3 separate regions of the Sus scrofa genome follow, and all the other regions are linked to region 3. The links are chromatin contacts, called in public Hi-C and HiChIP or PLAC-seq maps. All regions are on one chromosome and are shown on one strand. The core of a region is the stretch at or near the end of the contact, and the rest is flanking DNA. Distances in the headings are between cores, read along the strand shown. Region 1 holds the start of LOC102165851 (vegetative cell wall protein gp1-like). Region 2 holds the start of AGO3 (eukaryotic translation initiation factor 2C, 3). Region 3 holds the start of ADPRHL2 (poly(ADP-ribose) glycohydrolase ARH3).

Region 1 (4,237 bases), core at 367-2,866, 200 kb before region 3:
CTCAGAAAATGCTGAAGCCAAGTGGAAGGCTCAAAAAGGAAGGAGAGGCACAGTGTCATATGCCGCAGAGAAATAGGGACTGAAAATTATCCTTTGAATTTAGACACAAAAAGTGTTTTAAGTGGCGTGGTGAGGGGCAGAAGCGGATTGACTGAGTTCAGGCGTGAGCTGTAGATGAGAAAGTGGAGACAGGTGCTTCCCAGGTCCCGCAGGTAGTGCTCGGTAGCTGCACTTAAGTTTGAGAATGTGACATCTTCCAGGGTAGGCAAGGTCTCTTTCACATCTGTGGTCTCAGCGCCCAGCACTTGGCCTGGAAGAGAGGGTGGCGTCAGTGAGTTCAGTGACTGGGGACGGAGAAAGGCTTCGCGGAGGCAGTCGCTTTGCAGCCGAAGCTTGAAGGATGAGGGTGATTGGGAGGAGAGGTGGGAGGCAGGGCCCCTGGGTGATGGGTCTCTCAGAGTGTGTGAGGGTGGCCCGGGAACGTGGTGGATATGCACGCGTGGCTCTGTGCGAAGGGGGAAGGCTGTGTATGGGCTTGGAGGGACCCATTTGGGGAAAAGACAGGGCCGGAGGCTGCTGCAGGGGTGTCCTCCCGCCCCGCCCCACTTAACGCTACCGCGCGGTGCCGCGGCGCCTCCACCGGAGCCCTCCCGCCGGGCTGCATGGCGACGGGTGACCGCCAGGGGCCGCTGCCTCCGGTCCCCGGTGCCCCCGCCCCTCTCCATTGGCCTTTGTTGCCGTCGGAGCGCCCCGTTTGACTCGTTCCCGTCCGCCCCCTGGGCCTGGCGGTCGCGCCTGCGCACTGGCAGCTGGCCGGGCGCTCGCAGGGGGAGCTGCTGCAGGCTCCGCGGCGGCGGCGGCAACGGAGGCTGCGGCGGTGGCGGCGCGAGCGGCCGGGCTTGGCGGGGGGAGCCGAGCCCGGCCCGGGAGCCTGAGCAGCTAGAGTGCGGGGTATCTAGACCCCTCACACTGGACTCCACAGTCTCTGGGCCGCCTGACCTCCGCACGGGTATATGGGATGGAAGCGGGACCCTCGGGAGCAGGTAAGGGCCCCCGGGAAGGGGGGACGGTGCATGCTCCAAGGACCAGGGTACTTCCGCGTAAAGGGCAGGATTTCCGAGTGAGGAAAGGTTTCCTGAGTGAAGAAAGGGGCTCTTAAGAGATGGGGGGCCCAGTTTGAAGGGGGCTGTGTGCAGTTCCGGGGGAAACCTTGTGAAGGGAGCTCTGAGACGAGGGCCATTTATCAGAGACTGTATGCACTCCTGGAGGTGGGAAGTGATCTGAGAGAAGGGCCTGAACACACGTAAGGAGTCCTAGAGATCCCGGGAGGCCTAGGGAGAGGCACGGCAGGTGGCAGGGGGCGGGCTCCAGGTGTTCAGGAGAGGAGGGGGTCGACACAGATGGGCCCTGAGCTGCCGCATGCCGGGGGCGGGGGTTCATCCCGGCTAGGCTGGGTTGGGTTTGTGTCTTTTCGGGAGAAGGCGCCAGATCTGGGCTGTGAGCTCCGCCCCAGCCGGGCCTAACGCGGGGGCGAGGGTCAGGGGGCGGTGGGTGGGGATCCAGCCCCGGGATTCCCCCCCTTGAGTCTGGGGAGCTGGAGAAGAGGCGCCGGAGCATGCGCGGAGGTGGCAGCTGGAAGGGGCTGCCTGATGTGGTGGGGGCGTGGCCGCCCGAACCCCCCCACCCCCAATCGTGCCAGGTTTGGCTTGGAAAAAGGAGCGCGAGGATGGGGTGTATTCTCTCTTAGGTCATGCTGGCTTAGCGCAAATGGAAATGGGCCCCTTCCCCATCCTGAGGCTCTTGCACTTGGCCCTGAAAACCTTCAGTCACAGTTTGCCAAGAATGGATTGAAGGAAACTGCCAAAGTGCCTTATTCTGCTACTGGGATGAGGAAAGACTGAGATAGAAGCAATGTTTTAGGTTAGAGACGGGTCCTTCCTGAAGACAGGCCTTAGAAAATGTATTGGTTACTTAGGAACCGAAGTCAGGGCCAGGTTTGCCTAGAAGGGGTTGTCTTTCCGGTTTGCATGTTTCTGGTCCAGTAGTGAACAGAGTTGGGATCTTTTAATCCAAGTATAATGACCTCTCTATTGAAATGTCTCCAGAGGTGACAGCCTAATCTTTCTATACCTTAATGTTTTTATGGCTGCTATCCCCCACTGGGTATCTTTTCTTTTCCTCTCTCTACTCCCCAGAAACTCCTAGGGCCATGTTATTACAGGTTGCCAAGCTAGCCTTTTGCCGCAAATAAGTTGTTTGGAGTAGGGGGAAGTTTATAGCCTTCACCCTGATGAGTCTCAGATCATAGCTTTAATGTCTCGTTACTCACAACCAGGAGAAAAGTAGGTAAGAGTAGAAGAGAAACTGAGGCAGAGCTGCCCCAAGAAGACCAGAGTCCTTGGATGGGCTGTAGGGTGGAGACACCTCCTGTGTCCTAGATAGGAGACCTTTGATGGGAGGAGTATGGACCTTTAGGTCTTGTCTCACCACTTCCTTCCATTTGATCTGGGGGTGGGAATAGGATTTCCACTGGGGACATGAATTTCATTTCTGGTTGAAGAATCTTTGTCTTTTATACCACAGCTATTCCCCTCAAGGAAATAGCTCCTACCAGCACATTCAAGTCATCTATTCAGTGACTTCTAAGTACTTAGTGACTACTTTCCCCAAGACAAAAACAAAGCTGGAATGCTGGGAGCAACTGACTTGAGAAAACTACTTCCTTCTTCCCTTAGGCCCCTTTCTCCGTTCAGGGAACTCTCCTAGTTTTCTGGGCTGGAGACAACTTGCGACAACCTATGGACTAGGGTAGGAATGGGTCACAGAGGTCCAGATGGATTGCTGGGAGCTGGCACTCATTCCAGACTGTGAATGATCTTGTTGATCATTTATCTAATGATGAATGCCTAATGGACTCTGGAGTGATGAAAAATTTGACTTTGTTGTTGTAAATAAATAAGCTTATAGGGAAGAAACTGGAGCCTGGTATCTGGAGTTGGCTGTACCTTAATGGGGCAGGCTTTACTTGCCTGGTAATTGGAATTTATTCTGAAAGCTGTGAGTGGAGGGATTTCCATAACTGCCTCCTTCCTAGGCCCAGATGATTTTCTTGGAGGTCGGAGGATATGATACACAAAGCAAAGTATTGTTGCTGGCTTCATTGGGCTTATGTCCAGATGTGCCTTCTGTGCTTAAGTGTGTTTTAAGCACATATACTGGACTGGGAACTCCCAGGGTAGAGGTGGTGTCTGATTTATCTGTGGAGGCCCTGACAGAAGTACATGTTTATTTTTTGAATTAAATCAAATTCTAGTGTGAACGTAAATGGTTAACACATATGTGAATGTTTAATAATTTGATGTACTCAGTGTGTGATACTTTTTGGTGAGATTGGCCTCTTAGTCTTTGCTTATCAGACAGCTAACCTAGCCTTGAGTTTGTCTTTTGAATGGACAGTCTAGCTCCTTGGGAGGTATGTGGGCCTCAGAACTGCAGGGAAGGAATCCCTGAGCCAAGCCTTTCAGCTCTGATACTTTTCCTTCTCCCGGCTGGTTGGGGATGGGGGAGGGGGAGTGTCCTTTTCATAGCCCCTCCCTCCTTGCTTTTGTCTGCAGGGAAGGGCCCCGCCCCTTTCCCCCAAGGCCCAAGCTTTGTCCTCTGTGCTGGGGCCCTCATCTGCATCACAAAGTGGCCGTCTGTCCCTGTCTGGGTCTGAAGGGAAGTGTCTCCCTTTCTCAGACTAAAAGCTGGGGGCAGGGTGGGGTTAGAGGGGAACTTTGAAAGCCTTGCAGGGGGATCTGGTGAGGAAGGGGTTCTCTATTCCTCCTGCCTTCCCTATTTTGGGGATGAAGGTGAAGGTGGGGGCTCCCTGTTTTCCCCAAGCCTTCTAGGAGTAGAGGGTGCCTAAGGCTAAGTCTGGTGTGTAGTTCTGGGGAAGAGAAGGCTTTGAGACTTGAGTGTCTGTCCCATCCCCCATCATTTCTACCCAGCCCCTAGCTCTAGGGGATGAGTTTCTCCCAAGGCTCCAAACAATTATTCAGCCTGGGAGGCTATGGAGGTGAATGGAATATTAGAACATAGGGAGGGGAAGGGTGTCTCTTACCCGCTACTTCCACCAGGGTCAGGTTTGTCCTGTGCAGGATTTGTAATTGTTTCTGAGCAGTTTGCAGGTGTTTGTGTGCTGTGCATGCGTGTGTGTTCTTTGTGATGTGTCTTTGGATCTGTTTGTTAATTCATT
Region 2 (4,078 bases), core at 502-3,001, 160 kb before region 3:
TTTACTATATGGTAGGTGCATCTAATAAGTGCTTTAAAATGGTAACTATAGTAAATACATTCTTACTAACATTTAGGGTGGATTTTCTGGATGCATAACGTGCATTCGTTAACTTCACAGCTGTGAGGAAACTGAAGCCCAGAGAGGCTCAAGTGACTGATCAAAGTCCCCTCAGTGATTGGGCTGGACTAAAGATAGGATATTTTTTCCTTTTCCTCTTTGTCCAAAGCTTTTTTAAAAAGAGTGTATTTTGATTATTAAAAGTCTAAAACATTACTGATGCTTCGGGACGTAGGGAAAAATCATGAATCATTCCTCATCCTGAATAAAATAGTATCATATTTCTTTAAGGCAAGAAAGACTAATGTGCTGGTCCTAATAACCTTATAAAGCTTACATTCTAGTGGGGGAGACGGCACATAATAAACTAGTACATGAAAACTGCAGATTGGGATATGGGCTATTAGGAAATACTGTAATAATATACAGAAGTCACTGATCATAGATCAGACGTCCGGGCAAGACCTCTGAGATGTCTGAAGTCGAAGTATGAAGAGCGGTTGGGGAGCTGAGGGGAAGGGGTGAGGGTGAAGAGGAAGAGGGCTCCTGCCAAGGGAACCAGAAGCAGAGACGCTCCAGGTCTATTAGGCACTTTTCCTTTTGCGGGAATTGGAAGCAGACCAGTATAGCTGTAGCATAGCGACGAGGAAGATTCTCACTTGAGGGGAAAGGCTGGGGCCCCGTTACAACAGGCGGTTTGGCCCCAGAATGGACTTTGGGTCTTAGCCTGACCAGGCGTTATTAAAGAGTTTTAAACATGGAAGTTATTCGAGCTGATGTTTGTGTAAAGTCATGTTTCTTAATCTAACAGAGTTATAGTGTACATTCCCCCCCCCAAAAAAAAATGGTCGTCAAAGCAACTCTACAAACGGAGTGATCAACTGTGGTGATCACTTCACCGCCTGCAGAGGAGGCGTGTGAGGCGGTCCAAACCGGGCGTGGTGAGAGGGTTTCGAGAAGGAGGGGGTTTTTACCCAAGACCGGAGATCGGCCCAGGGCCCTCAGATCTTTGTCCTGCCCGTCGCACTAACCACGTTCCCGGGAGGCTCCTGTGCAGGTTGGCTACGCCGCCCTCTAAGACGTCGTCTCAGACAAGCACGGCCCTGCATCAAGGCGGCAGGAGGAGTCCAGCCCCTCGGGGTTGTCTCCGGCCTGCACCGCCCGGCAGAGGACAGCGGGAGGGCCGGCCCCGCCGCGCTCGCCACCCACGGCCGCGCTCGCCTCAGGCCCCGCCCAGGCGCGGCGCCCGCTCGGTGACACCTCCCCTGCGTCCTCCGCGCCGGCCGCGCCCGCACGGCTAGGCTGAGAGGCGAGGCTTGGACGTCCGGCGAGCCCGGGCAGCGGAACTGACGCCAGCGGGCTTCCGGGGGCGGCCCCCGGGGAGGTCGGCGGCGGCGCCGCAGTCGTGGAGAGGCAGTGGGAGCGTAAGCGGCCGCGGGCGACGCAAGTTCCGTACGGAGCTCTTCTCTTCTCGCCACACGCTTCTTCCTCTCTTCTAGTCTCGTGCTGCCTCCCGACGGCCGATCTTCCTGACGGGAGCTTTCAGAGTGCGGTTGCTGAGGAGAAGCTGTCGCCACCCCGCCTCCGGGCCGAGTGAGGGTTCCTGTCGCGCCGCGTCGCTCCCTGCGCCGCCACCTTGCCCTCAGTGGCGGGCGCCCTTCTCGCTCGAAGCACTCCCCCCAGCTCCATGAATGGAAATCGGCTCCGCAGGTGAGTGAGTCAGAGCTGCTGGTCCGTTCGCCGAGGTATCCCCAGAACGTCGTCGCTCCCTCCGCCCAGGCCCAGGTGCGCGAGGTGAGCGGCGCCCGGGTGGCTCCCTCCTCCGCCCCCGGCCCCTCCTCCGCCTCCCCGCAGCCCTGCGGCGGTTCCCCCGGCCACGGAGTGGGCGAAACTGCGGGGAGGAGACGCTGCTGACAAAATTGAAGTTTAGGGTTCTCTAGGCGATATTACTCTTTCACTGGAGTCCAGAAGCGTTTGTCATCGCTTCTGTTATTCCAGTTGAAGATGTAACGGTGTGTGTGTCCTTTGACCAGGTTGTGTGTCCCGTAGGGGCACTGGGCGGCCGGCACTCTCCCTTGCTTATCTTTTAAGGTAGTCATGAGGATGCATTAGGATAACAGATAAAAACTAAGTTTAAGATAGGTATTAGTGCAACGTCAAATGCAAGATGGCATTTGTGTCATCCCTGAGTTCTCATCTGATGTTTGTGGCAGCATGGTATATAGTTTCTGAGGATCTTGGAAATGTCATTATCAGCCTGGATCACTGCTTATGTGAGGCGATAGGTCTTAAAATTTCTGTCCGTCGGTCTATCTAGCTACCTGTCTTTTTCCATTTTTCTTTTTTTTCCTAGAGAATCGGCCATCATATTCTTGGAAATTTGGAATTTAAGAAAATTGTTTCTCTCTTTGGGAAAAATGACAGTCTTGAGAAAAAAATTGCAACATGGGCAGTGCTTATCGTAAAAAAAAAAAAAAAAAAAAAGAATGAAAAAGCACTCTTTATGGTCCGTAATTAACTGAAGGACATAAAGTAGGTGTTACGTAACGGTTTGCTTTCCAAATGATCATACTTGGTATGCTAAATTTGGAAGTATGCTTCATCCAGTCAGAAATTTATAAATTAATTTTGAAGATATTTGGGGGGGTATCTTGTTACTAATAGGATCACAAGTCCCTGAATTTCACATCTCATTTTGCCAGTTCGGGAGGCACTTAAATATGAGATAAGAAAAAAATCATATAAAAGAAACCAGTGACATGATAATAAAGATTTTGTTGACTGCGTTAAGGAGTATAATTATCAAGTAGATGCAAAAAGCACTTAGAAATTGTAGAGATGGGCTGGAGAGAAAGGTTTATTACAAGTTTTATTATATGGAATTTTCTCTAATCAATTTCTATCATTTCTCTTTTGCATGCTCCATTTTCCCCTCTTATTCATGTCGTCTTAAAAAGGGCAAGTTTGTCTAGATTATCAGGAGTTTTAGACTCTTGTTTATCATCGATTTGTGTATTTCCAAAACTGCCCTATCCTACCTTTTTTGTTTTTTGTTTTTCAATTTTCTAATACACTATTTAGAGATTGTGATGATTTGGAAACTATATGTAATTTTTATATAACTGTTCTATTGTTGAGCCTGAAAAACAAACATGAAAGTTAAAGACTTTACTAATTATCTTAAAATTTTAAAGACATTTCCAAAACATTTTTAGTTTTTTTCTTTTTCTTCTTTGGGTTTTTCATATGAAATTATTCCCAAATATGTGGATAGCATCTTAGAAAATACTTCTGAAGTCAAACCACCTAGTCAATTAGTCCACCTAACCAAGTATGATTCATTAAATGCTGCTATGAATTCTTGAGCGATAGACAACTTTTACCTCATTTTTCATGTGCTATCACTGAAATATATACCCATTTAACTGTCTTCACATCTGCAGAGGTATGGTTAGATTTATCAACCATATACGTGGACATCTTGAAACACAAAGTTTATTCTTCAGTGCAGCTTAAACATGATTTACTAAAGAAGATAAATTATAATTTGGCTCAAGATTGTCATCTTCAAGAACAAAATTTTCTTTCTTCGTAAGACTTACATGTAATTGTTATGCAGCAAGTGAAATTGAAAGCATAGTTGAGGAAAATATGCAGCTAAATTTAAAATCAAGAATTTGACAGATAATACATTTTGCTTTCAAAAATTTAGATGCACATGTTCTCTGATAGTCTGTTGAGTCAGTGTTGGTTCTTAACCCTCCAATTCTGATCTGAGTTTTTCTTTTCTATGTAGATTTTCAGGAATCATCTTATGGCAAGGTGTTATAAATTCTAGTTGTTAGGTGGATACATAGAAAACGAATTTATTTACATTAGAGGACTTCAGATACAAATTCTGTATAATTGTTTCTTGATGAGTCATTCTTCACCAAAAGTTAATATTTGTCTACATTTTCCTTTCGTATGTAATATTTTAAGTGATTTTTTAAAGGATGTCCTGTATAATGTACTGATT
Region 3 (3,743 bases), core at 643-3,142:
TCAGTTCAACAAGAACCGGGCAGAGGCTGAGATGAAAGGAGCCGTGGAGCTGAGGGAGGCCATCGCCCTAACTATTGCCGAGGTGCCTGACCCCCTCCTGCTCCCCCGATCCTCAGTGGCCAAGGGACGGCCACAGCATGCACTCAAGCCTTTGTCTTTTGTTCCCTGTCAGCCATGTGGCATCCCACCCCTCACCTGAGCCACATCCTCAGATGGCCAGAGGCCAAAGCTTATACCTTCCCCTTGTCCTGCCTACTTCCTGTCCTTCAGACCAACAATGAACTCGAAGCCCAAAGGGTTGCAACGGAATTTGCCTTCAGGAAGCGGCTGCGGGAGATGGAGAAGGTGTACAGTGAGCTCAAGTGGCAAGAGAAGAATGTGAGCTTCTCCGCGTATCTCCTGGGGCCTGGACTTCCTGCTGTGGGATGAGGAGCCTGGGGCCTTGCCAGGAAGCCCTGGACTGGGTGCACCAGGTGGAGACCAGTCCCTCTGTCCCTGCAGACCTTGGAGGAGATTGCTGAGCTGCAGGAGGACATCCGGCACCTGGAGGAGGATCTGCGCAGAAAGTTGCAGAACCTGAAGCTATGCCATACCCGGCTAGAGACCAGGACCTACCGGCCTAATGTGGAACTCTGCCGTGACCAGGTATGAGGGCACCCCAGCGGGGCACGGGCTCCCTGGTGGAGCAGGGGTTCTGGCATAGGCCACCCCCTGGCCCATGGGCAGAAGGACAGCCTGGCTGACCTGGGATTCCCTCCCACCTGCTCCTCTACCTCCAGGCACAGTTCGGCCTCACTGATGAGGTTCACCAGTTAGAGGCAACCATTGCCGCCCTGAAGCAGAAGCTGGCTCAAGCACAGTAGGTTTGGGGAGTGAGCAGGAGGGGCGGGGAGACAACTCCCACCACCCCAGCGGCGTGCTGCCTGCTGGCTTCCCTGCTGGCTTCCTGACTCAAGGTGGGTAAGCTCAGCCCTGCCTGCCCAGCCTCATGTAGTGGTGGTGGGTTGTTAATCCTCCCTCCCCAGGGACGCTCTGGATGCCCTGTACAAGCACCTGGCTCGGCTGCAGGCTGATATCGCCTGCAAGGCCAACTCCATGCTGTTGGACACCAAGTGCATGGATACTCGTCGGAAGCTGACCGTGCCTGCTGAGAAGTTTGTGCCTGAGGTGGACACCTTCACACGCACCACAAACCGCACCCTGAGTCCACTCAAGACCTGCCAGCTGGAGCTGACCTAGCGAGGGGCTGAGAACAGAGGGGAAGGCTGGTGGGAAATGAAGTGGAGGTGGGGATAATGAGTCAATAAAGGTGGGGGGTTCTCAGTCCAGAGGGTTCTCTGCTACCCCTGTAGTTGGAGGAGCACAGGCGGGGAACATCATCCCTCAAGCTCCAAGTTCCAAATCCCACTCCTTCCCCTTTCTCCCCTCAGGGGGCCTGTCTCGACCAGGCCAGCACCCCTGGGCTCTAGCTGTGCGACCTCCAACAAGCTCTGCCCCAGTTGGACCCTAGCCTGCCCTCTGGATGCCTAGGAGAGGCCCTGAGGGGGCCAGGGTGATGGGGGGAGGGCTTGGGGATGAGGGGCACCCAGCCCTGAGTGGGGGCCATGAGCGGCGGCTGCCCTGGGAGGGCTGGGGTACCCGGGCACATAAAGGCCTCGGAGCCAGTGACCCTACAGTCTGGCTCAGTGCCCACCCCTGGGGACCCTTTAGTGGACGTCCCGTCCGACTGTGATGCCCTTTCCAGGGGTGGGGGATGGGGACTAAAACCAGAGGCCGAGCCCAATCGAACCAGGGCTGCGGGACCACCCAGGTCACTCGCGCGCGGGAATTATGACTCCGCGCCTCGGGGTGTCGCTGTGGGGCCAGGGAAGCGGCGCCGCTGGGCACGCGTCGGCCGCACCGGAAGTGGCTGCGGATCGGCGCGGATGGCAGTGGCAGCGATGACGGCGGCGGCAGCGGCCTCCGGAGGGGCAGGGGCGGCCCGCTCCCTCTCCCGCTTCCGAGGCTGCCTGGCTGGCGCGCTGCTCGGGGACTGCGTGGGCGCCGTCTACGAGGCGCGCGACACGGTCGACCTGACGTCAGTCCTGCGTCAGGTCCAGGACCTGGAGCCGGACCCCGGATCGGCGGGGAGCCCGCGGACAGGTGGGCGGGCCCGGACGCACTGGGGCACGTGGAGGCCAAGGGTCGCGAGGGACGCTGGGAGGGAGGGAACCGCAGCGGGAGTGAGTGGCCGGATCTGCAGGACTTGCGGGCACCTCGGACTCAGCTTGTTTAAATCCGAGCCCCATCTTCACGAGTCTCGCCCCAGACGTTTGCCGGTTACGGGCCTGGCAACCCCATCCTCCCGCGGTACAGGCCACGCCTAGATTGCCTTGTCCAGTAGTACACCCCTGCCGATTCGACCCGATTTACCCAGTTCTCCTGGATCAGTGCACCACCGGTCCATCTCCACGCAGCTGGGAGTGCGCATCTGAAAACAGATCTGATGGCTGCCTCCCGCGCGCGTGAAGCTCTGCAGTGATTTTCCATTACCATTAAGACAGAATCAAACTCTTTAACGTGCCATCTGTGGCCGGTCCTCCCCTGCGGCCCCAGTTTCATCTTGTACCGCTCTGCATTGCTGTCACATCGTGCTTCCTCTTGCCGAGGCCTTTGCATGTACCGCTGTCCGTTTGCCTGTAAAGCTCTCTCCCCTGGGCAGTCTGCTCATCACCCAGATCTCAGCTCAGTATCACAGCTGAGGTCAAGCAGAGAATGAGTCTTCTGGGAGAGCATATAGAATAGTAAGGGAAAAGGGCCACACCCAGAACCCTGAAGGAGGAAAAGGAGCTAGAGAAGGAAATTGTTTGATAGGAGAAGTGGGGAGATGCGTAACAACAAAACTCAAGAATTTCTGGACGAAGACACTGGTCACTGGTGTGATGGTAAAAGGGGTTAAGTCTCGGGAAATCTAGATTTAGAAAAGCATTTTCAGTAGAAAGTTGAACCTTAGAAGTTAGATTTCAGGAGTTCCCATATGGCACAGTGGAAACAAATCTGGCTAGGAACCATGAGGTTGCAGGTTGCATCCCTGGCCTTGCTCAGGGGGATCCAGCATGGCATGAGCTGTGGTGTAGGTTGCAGACATGGTTTGGATCCCGCATTGCTGTGGCTCTGGCGTTGGCCAGCAGCTGTACCTCTGATTCAACCCCTAGCCTGGGAACCTACATATGCCGCAGGTGCAGCCCTACAAGGCAAAAAAAAAAAGTTAGATTTCAGTTGTGTTTAGGAAGAATTGGAAAAGGAGAAGATAAAAGTATGGTTTGGTATGAAGAGAAGGAGAGAGATGAACTGTGGTTGAGAGTCAGACAGGATGTTGGGACAGTTTTATATTTTCATTTTGGTTTGATGTTAAGATGAGGGAAAAACATTTGAGGTTGAGGTTTTAGGACCTTTTAGGCGCAAGTGGCAGAAAACCCAATTCAAAATAGCCTGAGCAAAAAGAGAATGCATTGGGTGACATCGCTGGGAAATCCAGTGGTAGGCCTGGCTTTAAGTGGAGCTGAGCCAAGCCATCTCAAGACCCAGTTCCTCTCCTTGTTCAGATCTGCATTCTTTTGGGTGAGCTTTCCTCTGGCAGACCCTTCCCTTAGGGGGGCCCCCAGCAGCACCCAGCTCTGCAGCTCCAGCAGAAGAAGTTTCTCTTTGTGGTGGCCCCAGCCACGTTCTCAGAGTCTCACTGGCCTGCTTTAGGTCATATGAAC

Evidence for each region. A called contact is a pair of places that touch in the nucleus more often than the background predicts. HiChIP or PLAC-seq counts read pairs in DNA pulled down with a chosen protein or histone mark.
Region 1: a contact with region 3 is called in an H3K27ac HiChIP or PLAC-seq map of skeletal muscle, with 2.2 times the contacts expected there. The contact joins the promoter of LOC102165851 here to the promoter of ADPRHL2 in region 3. A contact is called at or near these places in 1 of 5 promoter capture datasets (fetal liver) and 1 of 2 datasets of contacts at active chromatin or transcription factors (skeletal muscle).
Region 2: a Hi-C map of liver shows a contact between it and region 3, with 2.1 times the contacts expected there. The contact joins the promoter of AGO3 here to the promoter of ADPRHL2 in region 3. A contact is called at or near these places in 1 of 47 Hi-C or Micro-C datasets (liver) and 1 of 2 datasets of contacts at active chromatin or transcription factors (alveolar macrophages).

What each region holds. Positions count from the first base shown.
Region 1 is chr6:92,037,198-92,041,434 of Sscrofa11.1, forward strand. LOC102165851 (vegetative cell wall protein gp1-like) reads right to left here and starts at 1,617. Exons shown (of 3, transcript XM_021097603.1): 1 at 1,304-1,617; 2 at 617-1,224; 3 at 1-310. The coding sequence starts at 1,617. The coding sequence ends at 87. It overlaps AGO1 (argonaute 1, RISC catalytic component), which reads left to right and starts at 1,019. Exons shown (of 19, transcript NM_001194976.1): 1 at 1,019-1,043. The coding sequence starts at 1,019.
Region 2 is chr6:92,080,214-92,084,291 of Sscrofa11.1, forward strand. It overlaps AGO3 (eukaryotic translation initiation factor 2C, 3), which reads left to right and starts at 1,752. Exons shown (of 19, transcript NM_001194974.1): 1 at 1,752-1,770. The coding sequence starts at 1,752.
Region 3 is chr6:92,236,575-92,240,317 of Sscrofa11.1, forward strand. It overlaps ADPRHL2 (poly(ADP-ribose) glycohydrolase ARH3), which reads left to right and starts at 1,893. Exons shown (of 6, transcript XM_003127788.4): 1 at 1,893-2,142. The coding sequence starts at 1,926. TEKT2 (tektin-2) reads left to right here. Exons shown (of 10, transcript XM_005665212.2): 6 at 1-82; 7 at 271-378; 8 at 502-645; 9 at 780-859; 10 at 1,026-1,551. The coding sequence ends at 1,239.